Linked DNA regions of Mus musculus: region 2 is linked to region 1. Evidence: chromatin contacts called from public HiChIP or PLAC-seq data. All regions are on one chromosome and are shown on one strand. Each heading gives the region's core, a stretch centred on a gene start, on an enhancer-like site or on the middle of the called end of the contact. The rest is flanking DNA. Distances are from core to core; before and after follow the strand shown.

Evidence for each region. HiChIP or PLAC-seq counts read pairs in DNA pulled down with a chosen protein or histone mark.
Region 2: a contact with region 1 is called in an H3K27ac HiChIP or PLAC-seq map of embryonic stem cells, with 9 times the contacts expected there. The contact joins two enhancer-like sites. A contact is called at or near these places in 1 of 484 Hi-C or Micro-C datasets (the AML12 cell line), 9 of 115 datasets of contacts at active chromatin or transcription factors (astrocytes, embryonic stem cells, microglia and 1 more) and 1 of 9 other capture datasets (embryonic stem cells).

Annotation. Positions count from the first base shown.
Region 1 is chr14:75,862,459-75,865,876 of GRCm38.p6, reverse strand. No RefSeq gene overlaps it. Among named protein-coding and RNA genes, the nearest start is that of Snora31, 16 kb to the right of the region's middle. Within about 2 kb of position 1,721, at least 225 of the 459 cell types and tissues checked have an H3K27ac peak or open chromatin away from gene starts, as enhancers often do. A contact at or near this core is called in embryonic stem cells, where this site is marked.
Region 2 is chr14:76,493,507-76,496,924 of GRCm38.p6, reverse strand. The region is part of intron 1 of Tsc22d1 (TSC22 domain family, member 1); the gene reads right to left. Among named protein-coding and RNA genes, the nearest start is that of 4930444M15Rik, 26 kb to the left of the region's middle. Within about 2 kb of position 1,689, at least 25 of the 459 cell types and tissues checked have an H3K27ac peak or open chromatin away from gene starts, as enhancers often do. A contact at or near this core is called in embryonic stem cells, where this site is marked.

The sequences.
Region 1 (3,418 bases), core at 472-2,971:
TTCTTCTTCTTCTTCTTCTTCTTCTTCTTCTTTCTTCTTCTTCTTTTTCTTCCTCTTCCTCTTCCTCCTCCTCCTCCTTCTTTCTCCTTCTTCTTCAGTTTTTTAAAACATTTATATGTCTGCCTGCGGAAATATAAATGTTTCATATTCATGCAGGAGTCCTTAGAGACCATAGCAGATGTCTGCTTCCCTAGAACTAAAGATACAGGCTGTTGTAAACCAACATGCGAGTTCTGGGGACTCAGTCAGGCCTCCTGCTAGCACTGAGTGCTCTTAACTGAACATCTCTCCCTGCTCTGAGCAGTAGTAGGGCTTTCATCAGAAACCTGAAACCTCACCACTGCATTGCATGAGGTCCTCCTGTCTTCTTCCAAAATCTAAAAATTATGACTTCTTACAAACCAGGGTTTACAGGGCTGGAGAGATGGCTCAGCAGTTAAGAGCACTGACTGCTCTTCTGAACGTCCTGAGTTCAAACCCCAGCAACCACATGGCTCGCAACCATCCATAATGAGATCTGATGCCCTCTTCTGGGGTGTCTGAAGACAGCCACAGTGTACTTACATATAATAAATAAATAAATCTTTGGGCTGGAGCGAGCAGGGCTGGAGAAAGAAGAAAAGGTGTCTGAAGACAGCTACAATAAAACAAAACAACAACAATCAAAAACATGGTTTATAAAGCTCTTGGGCTAGTGAGACGTCTCAGAAGGTGATGGCGCTTGCTACTAAGCCTAATGTCGACGTTCAATCCCTAGCACCTGTAGCATCATCACCTTATAAGTTGTCCTCGGACCTCTGCACACATATGCCACACCATGTGCACAGTCAACGAATAAAAGAATAAATAAATACATTAACATAATGGAAACTGTAAAGGGGTTGAAGGTCAGAGGTCATGTGCATTGGTTGCTCTTGCAAAGAAGCAGAATTCCGTTCCCATCACCCACTTGCTGTGCTTCACTAATGCCTGCCACTCCAGCTTCAGGGGATCCACCCTCTTCTGGCTTCTGGGACATGCCATACACTCAGCACACACACACACACACACACACACACACACACACACAAATGAATCTTTAAAGAAACCTCCATCAAAGTAATATAATATCCTTTGATTTTATTGAATCTAAAATGGAATTTCAAAAAAAATTTAAAGGGAAATATCTATAGCATAGTTTTTTTTTTAACAAAGATTTATTTATCTAATATAATAAGTAAGTACTCTGAGTTCGAGGCCAGCCTGGTCTACAAAATGAGTTCCAGGACAGCCAGGGCTACACAGAGAAACCCTGTCTCAAAAACAAACAAACAAACAAACAAAAAAGTAAGTACACTGTCGCTCTCTCTTCAGGCACACCAGAAGAGGGCATCTGATCGCATCACTGATGGTTGTGAGCCACCATGTGGTTGCTGGGATTTGAACTCAGGACCTGGGGAAAAGCAGTCGATGCTCTTAACCGCTGAGCCACCTCTCCAGCCCTATAGCACAGATTTGATGCTAACTGTCTGGTGTGCAAGGTGAGCAGGGCACACTGCATCTTGAGTTCCCAAGTGGGCCCCAAGTCCAGCAGCATCAGTGTGGGCACAGGACAGACCACACCTACACTGCAGTCGCAGAAAGGAGGAGAGAGAAGTGCGAGTAGAAACCTCAATACCTCCAAAAGCAAATGCATGCTCAGGTTACCAGAAGATACATAGTATTGCCTCAAGCCGGGTGTGTGGCACGTGCCAGAGACTGAAGCAAAATGATTCATGGTTACCCTTGGATACAAAGTGAATCTGAGGCTAGCATGGACCTCATGACAAGACCTTGTCTCAAAACACCAAAAAAATAAAAAATAGAATAATTAATACTGCTTCATTTAACACAACATGTGTAAAATGCAGTCAAGCCACACCTAACATGACAGGCATCCAAGGCTCCTTGGTCAGGAGGATGTGAGTCACAGGCTGTGCTCAGCCTGTGCGGGGTCAGTCAGGGGTCACTGGTCTCCAGACTTTGCTTTCTCTAATGTTCCCATTGTTTGCAGCAGGAGGGAGGAAGCAGAAGCCTAGGGTGTTGGCTGCTTTCCATGCAGCTATTTAACAATTTATTTCTGTCCCGTCTCCTGCCAGTACAGAGATGTCTTTAATCCCCACTGCAGCAGACCTCAGGGGCTTTTAGAATTCTGAGCATTCCCACCCAGGGGTCATAACTGACATGGGTGGTCCCAGCTACCATAAAGGCTGAGGTTGGAACAGCTGGAGCCCTGGCGTTAGGGCCAGCCTAGGAGATGTTATCAGACTTTGTCTCTTCAAAAACTACTAAATAGTCTGATTGAGAGAGTGTGTGCTATTACTCTGTGTCATAGTTATTTCTGTGACCAAAGCATAGAATAAAAATGACTGTTTTAAATTTGTTTTTAAAGAGTTATGTGTTTATATGTGCACTGATTTTTTTTTAATTTTTTAATTTTTTGCCTGTGTGCATTTCTCTGTGAAGATGTCAGATCCAGATCCCCAAAATTAGTGTTATAGACAGTTATGAGCTGCCATGTGGGGGCTGGGAATTGAACCTGGATCCTCTGGAAAACAGCGCCCTGTGCTCTTAACCGCTGTCTCTCCAAGGCTTTTTTTTTTTTTTTTTTTTTTTTTTTTGGAGAGGGTCTGGATGACTTGGAGTTCATTTAGTAGACCAGAGATCCCCCTGCTGATACTTCCACGGTGCTAGGTCTAAAGGTGTACACCACCATGCTCAGCAACAGAAACAACAGAAGGGCAAATTTCCTTTTGGTTCTGGTTTCAGAGGATCTCAGCTCCATACTGGGAGGAGCTGTGGTGGAGATCCTCATGGGTTAGTGAGGCCCATGTGACAGTTGGTGTTAATTGTTAGTTTGACAGGACCGAAAATCACTTGGGAGGCAGATTATCTAGGCATGCCAGTGGAGGAGGTGTCTTGATTACATTAACCGAGTTGGAAGACCTGCCCACTGTGGGTGTCACCATTCCCCTGGCTGAGATTCTGGAATGTATGCTGGAGAAAGTCGGCTGGGCATCAGCAGGATTTCGTTGTTCTCGGCTTCCTGATTGAATTGATGTCAATTTGCTGTAATGTAAGCAGCTGCTCCAAGCTCCTGTTGTCTTTACCTCCCTGCCACGATGGGCTGTACCTTTAACTATGAGCCAGAGTAAGCCTTTCTCCCTCGGGCTGCTTTTGTCTGAGTATTTTATCACAACTGCAGGAAAAGAAACTAGGACAACCAGGAAGCTGAGAACGAAACAGAAATTATAAGCAGGTCCAGGGTATAACCCCCAGTGACCCACCTCCATCAGCCTGGCCCCTCCCACAGTCTCCCAAAGCTATGCCATCACCAGGGGTCAGATGTTCAAACACATGAGTCTGCAGAAGATATCTAGGATTCAAACCATGATTATAG
Region 2 (3,418 bases), core at 440-2,939, 630 kb before region 1:
AGCTAAATGACTTCTGTAAGAAACATCTGAAGTGAAAAGTTCTCCTGCTTCTATTCCAGGACTGTCACGCACATTTCCTACCAAAAGTGACCAGTATTCCCTCTTCACTTTTCTGCAGCCATGGAAATACATGATTTGAGCTCCTTACACCTTAAAAATAGTCACTGCAGCCTAACATTTCACGAGAAATTCCTGAGGTAGCAGTAGAGACGAGGCAGGAGGACCAGATCGGCCCATTTCTTCTATGTACACAGAATCAGTCAGTCTCGGTGACCTTAAAGTAGACAAACTTAACTAACGAAAGAGTTCTCTTTACAAAGGTAAAGATAAGCTGGAGGGTGGTCCACAGCCACTGAGCGCCTAGTACAGCTCGGACTCAGGTGAGAGAGCTCACTGCAGTGTGAGCTCTTCTGCTCTGACTCACTCCCTATGATGGCCTCTCTGGACACTGGTGGTGGAGCTCTGCCCGGGGGGGTGGGGGGGCTTCCTCTTCACTACGAATTAGTCAGAATTTTAAAGAGGAAACAAGCTTTGTGGACAATTTTGTTTTGATACGCCTTAAGATACGTGTCCGGAATTTACCTACACAACTGGAGGATGGGCACAGAAACAGCTTATCAGTATATTGCCCAAAAGTGGCACAGAGCCTACAGTCTGGTGCAGCAGGGTGTGTAGGTCTGGTCTGCAGTGGAGACCAACCCTCCCAGCCCTCTGCTAGGATGCAGAGCAGACTGACCAGGGATGTCCGAGGCAGCTAGCTCCTCAGTCAGGCTCACTGCAGCTCCAGGCTGGCACATTACAGTGCAGAGATGGCCGTGAAAGGTGTTCAATGGTGACCTCCTGGGCCTCCTTCCGAGAGCCCCCAGGAGCTGTGAGAAAGGCCAGGGGAGTTCAAGAGGCGGGAAGGGAACGATACTTTGTAAATAAGGCAGGCTGTGTGGCATTAGCAGTGTGTCTGGTGGCAAGTGGTACCCAAGTACTCCTGTGGATCCTGGCTCACAGCAGGCAGTACCCTCTAATCTCTAATCTCCTCACACAACGTCTATGTGTGATGCTAACCTTGTTATATTCTCACTAGTTACAACTCAGTAAGGGAAAGGGGGCAAGAGGGCAAAGAGAAGTAACAATGGAGTGGGCCCAGGCCAATGAAGAGGGAGATGTGGGTCTCTTTCTGACTTTCACACATGTACCTTTCCTCTCTCTGTCTCTGTCTCTCTCTCTCTCTCTCTCCCTCTCTCTCTCTCTCTCTCTCTCTCTTACACACACACACACATTTTAAAAATAAAAACTGATAACATTTTTTAAAGGACTAATATAATACATTTTGGCCAGAAGGATACAAGCTAAAATTTTCGAAATTCTCTTTGGGCACTCCTCTCCCATTCATTTATCCATCCTTATTCAACAAAAACTGTGAAAGGCCAGGAACTAAAGTTACAAAGACAAATGAGTCAGAGGGACTGGGGACAGGTGAAGGGGAAGACAGAGGAGGAGGGTATGCTATCTGATGTAACAGGATATACACACACAGGATGACGTTCAGAGAAAGAAGTGGAGGGGGTGGGTCTGAGAGCTCAAGATGCCCTCTGGGCCTTGAAAAACAAGGCATTTACATGGTACAAGGGGGGATGGGGGTGGGGAACACCTGAGAGAAGGAAATGACCAGACAAATGCCTGGGTCACGAGGCAGCTACACCAGGGCTTGATGTCAATCTGGAACTGACTGGCGGCAGTCGGAGGTGGAGCTTGTGGAGGGGTTGCAGAGAAGTAGCAATGGGGAACAGGTTAAAACAGGCTGGGGCCGGGCAGGCTCCAGGGAGACTGGGATTCCTGGTAGCTGGGGGTCAAATGGGGTGTGTGTTTTATTTAGGAAGGTCACTGCCAATGTACAAGATTCCTGTAGGAATGGCAGAGGGAGACCACGCGGGAGGGAGAGAGAGGTGATGACCAGAGGCAAGTTCAGCAGGTAGGTGATTCTCAGCTTTCCAGGTAGGAATGTGCGGAAGGTGACGGTCATTAACCAATCAGATTCTACGGCTGGCTGGTGAGAGAGATAGTTGGTTTGGGGAAAAAGGATGGTGACTGGTTGGACCCAGCAGCCAGGGGGAAATATGGTCTGGAACTCAGGAGAGAGTGGGCCTAAGAGAAATGTTTATAGTTGAGAGATGGCAAAACTATCCATAGGACTGGCTGTAACCACCTCAGGGCTGTGCATGGGAAAGAGAAGTGGAGCGGGGGCACAGGTCATCAAGGGCGGCCATTAGGCAGAGACGTGAGCTTTCTATGGGTCTGGTGGACACAACAGAAGGTGGCGTGGTGTAAGCTATGTTTTCTAGATCCTAGCATACAACAGTAGTCTCTTGAATGACCAAAGTGACAGAGATGACCTCACAGAGGACGACAAGGAAGAAAGGGACAACTCAAATAACAATGCCAAGTGGCCCAAATGTTCCTCAGGAAGCCACCAAATGTGTCCTGTGCGAGCCCACTAAAGAGTAGCCGGTCAGCCTGGTCAGACACACACTGTCACAACCAGTGGCTACAGAGAGCACAGTGAGCCTCTGGCCTCTGTTCTCGCCTCCTGAGGGCTAGCTGGCACAACCTGCTGAGAAGACAAGGAAGCACTAGAGTCAAGCCCAGCTCGGGGTCCAGGCTCCTGATGGTTCTCCTCTGTGGGGAAGAGGGGCGAGACTCCTCACAACTCAATAGGAACAAAACAGGCAGGATCCTGTGCTGACAGGCCTCACACTGAAAAGTAAGCCTGATACAAGTGTGTGTGTACATATATATGTGTGTGCATGTGTGTACATGTGTGCATGCGTGTCTGTGTATGTGCATATGTGTGTGTATGTGTGTGCGTGCATGTGTGTGTATATATATATATGTATGTATATATATGTGTGTGTGTGTGTATAGGTGTGTATGGGTGTATGTGTATGGGTGTGTGTGCGTGTGCATGAGAGAGAGACACACACAGTGTAAGCACGGAGGGGACAAAGCCTGGAGCCGAGGAGTGAGGTCAGAGTTAATATGGAGTTAATCTTCAGGAAAGAACTCCTTGAGAAGCGAGTTTGGGGCGGTCCTGGAATGGAGTGAGTCCACCACAGAAGAGCTTTCACACAGAAGAGCTAAGGACGGACACCTCAGACACTCAGGGAGCCCATGACAAAGCCATGGCAAATGAAGCAGCAGCATGAAAATCCGCAGCAACCAATGCATGGAACCACTGCTTCTCTTGCTCCTTGAGCTGCATATTCCCAGGACGACCTTCTCGTAGAGGAGAGGGATGTGCGGCTGACATCACAGTGTCCCTAAGAACTCCAGTGTGGATGTGACAGCAATGGGTACTACAGCCCTCCCCACAGCCTAGGCTAGCTTCTTCAACAATCATTGGGATACGTCTTACCTTCTGAGAAAC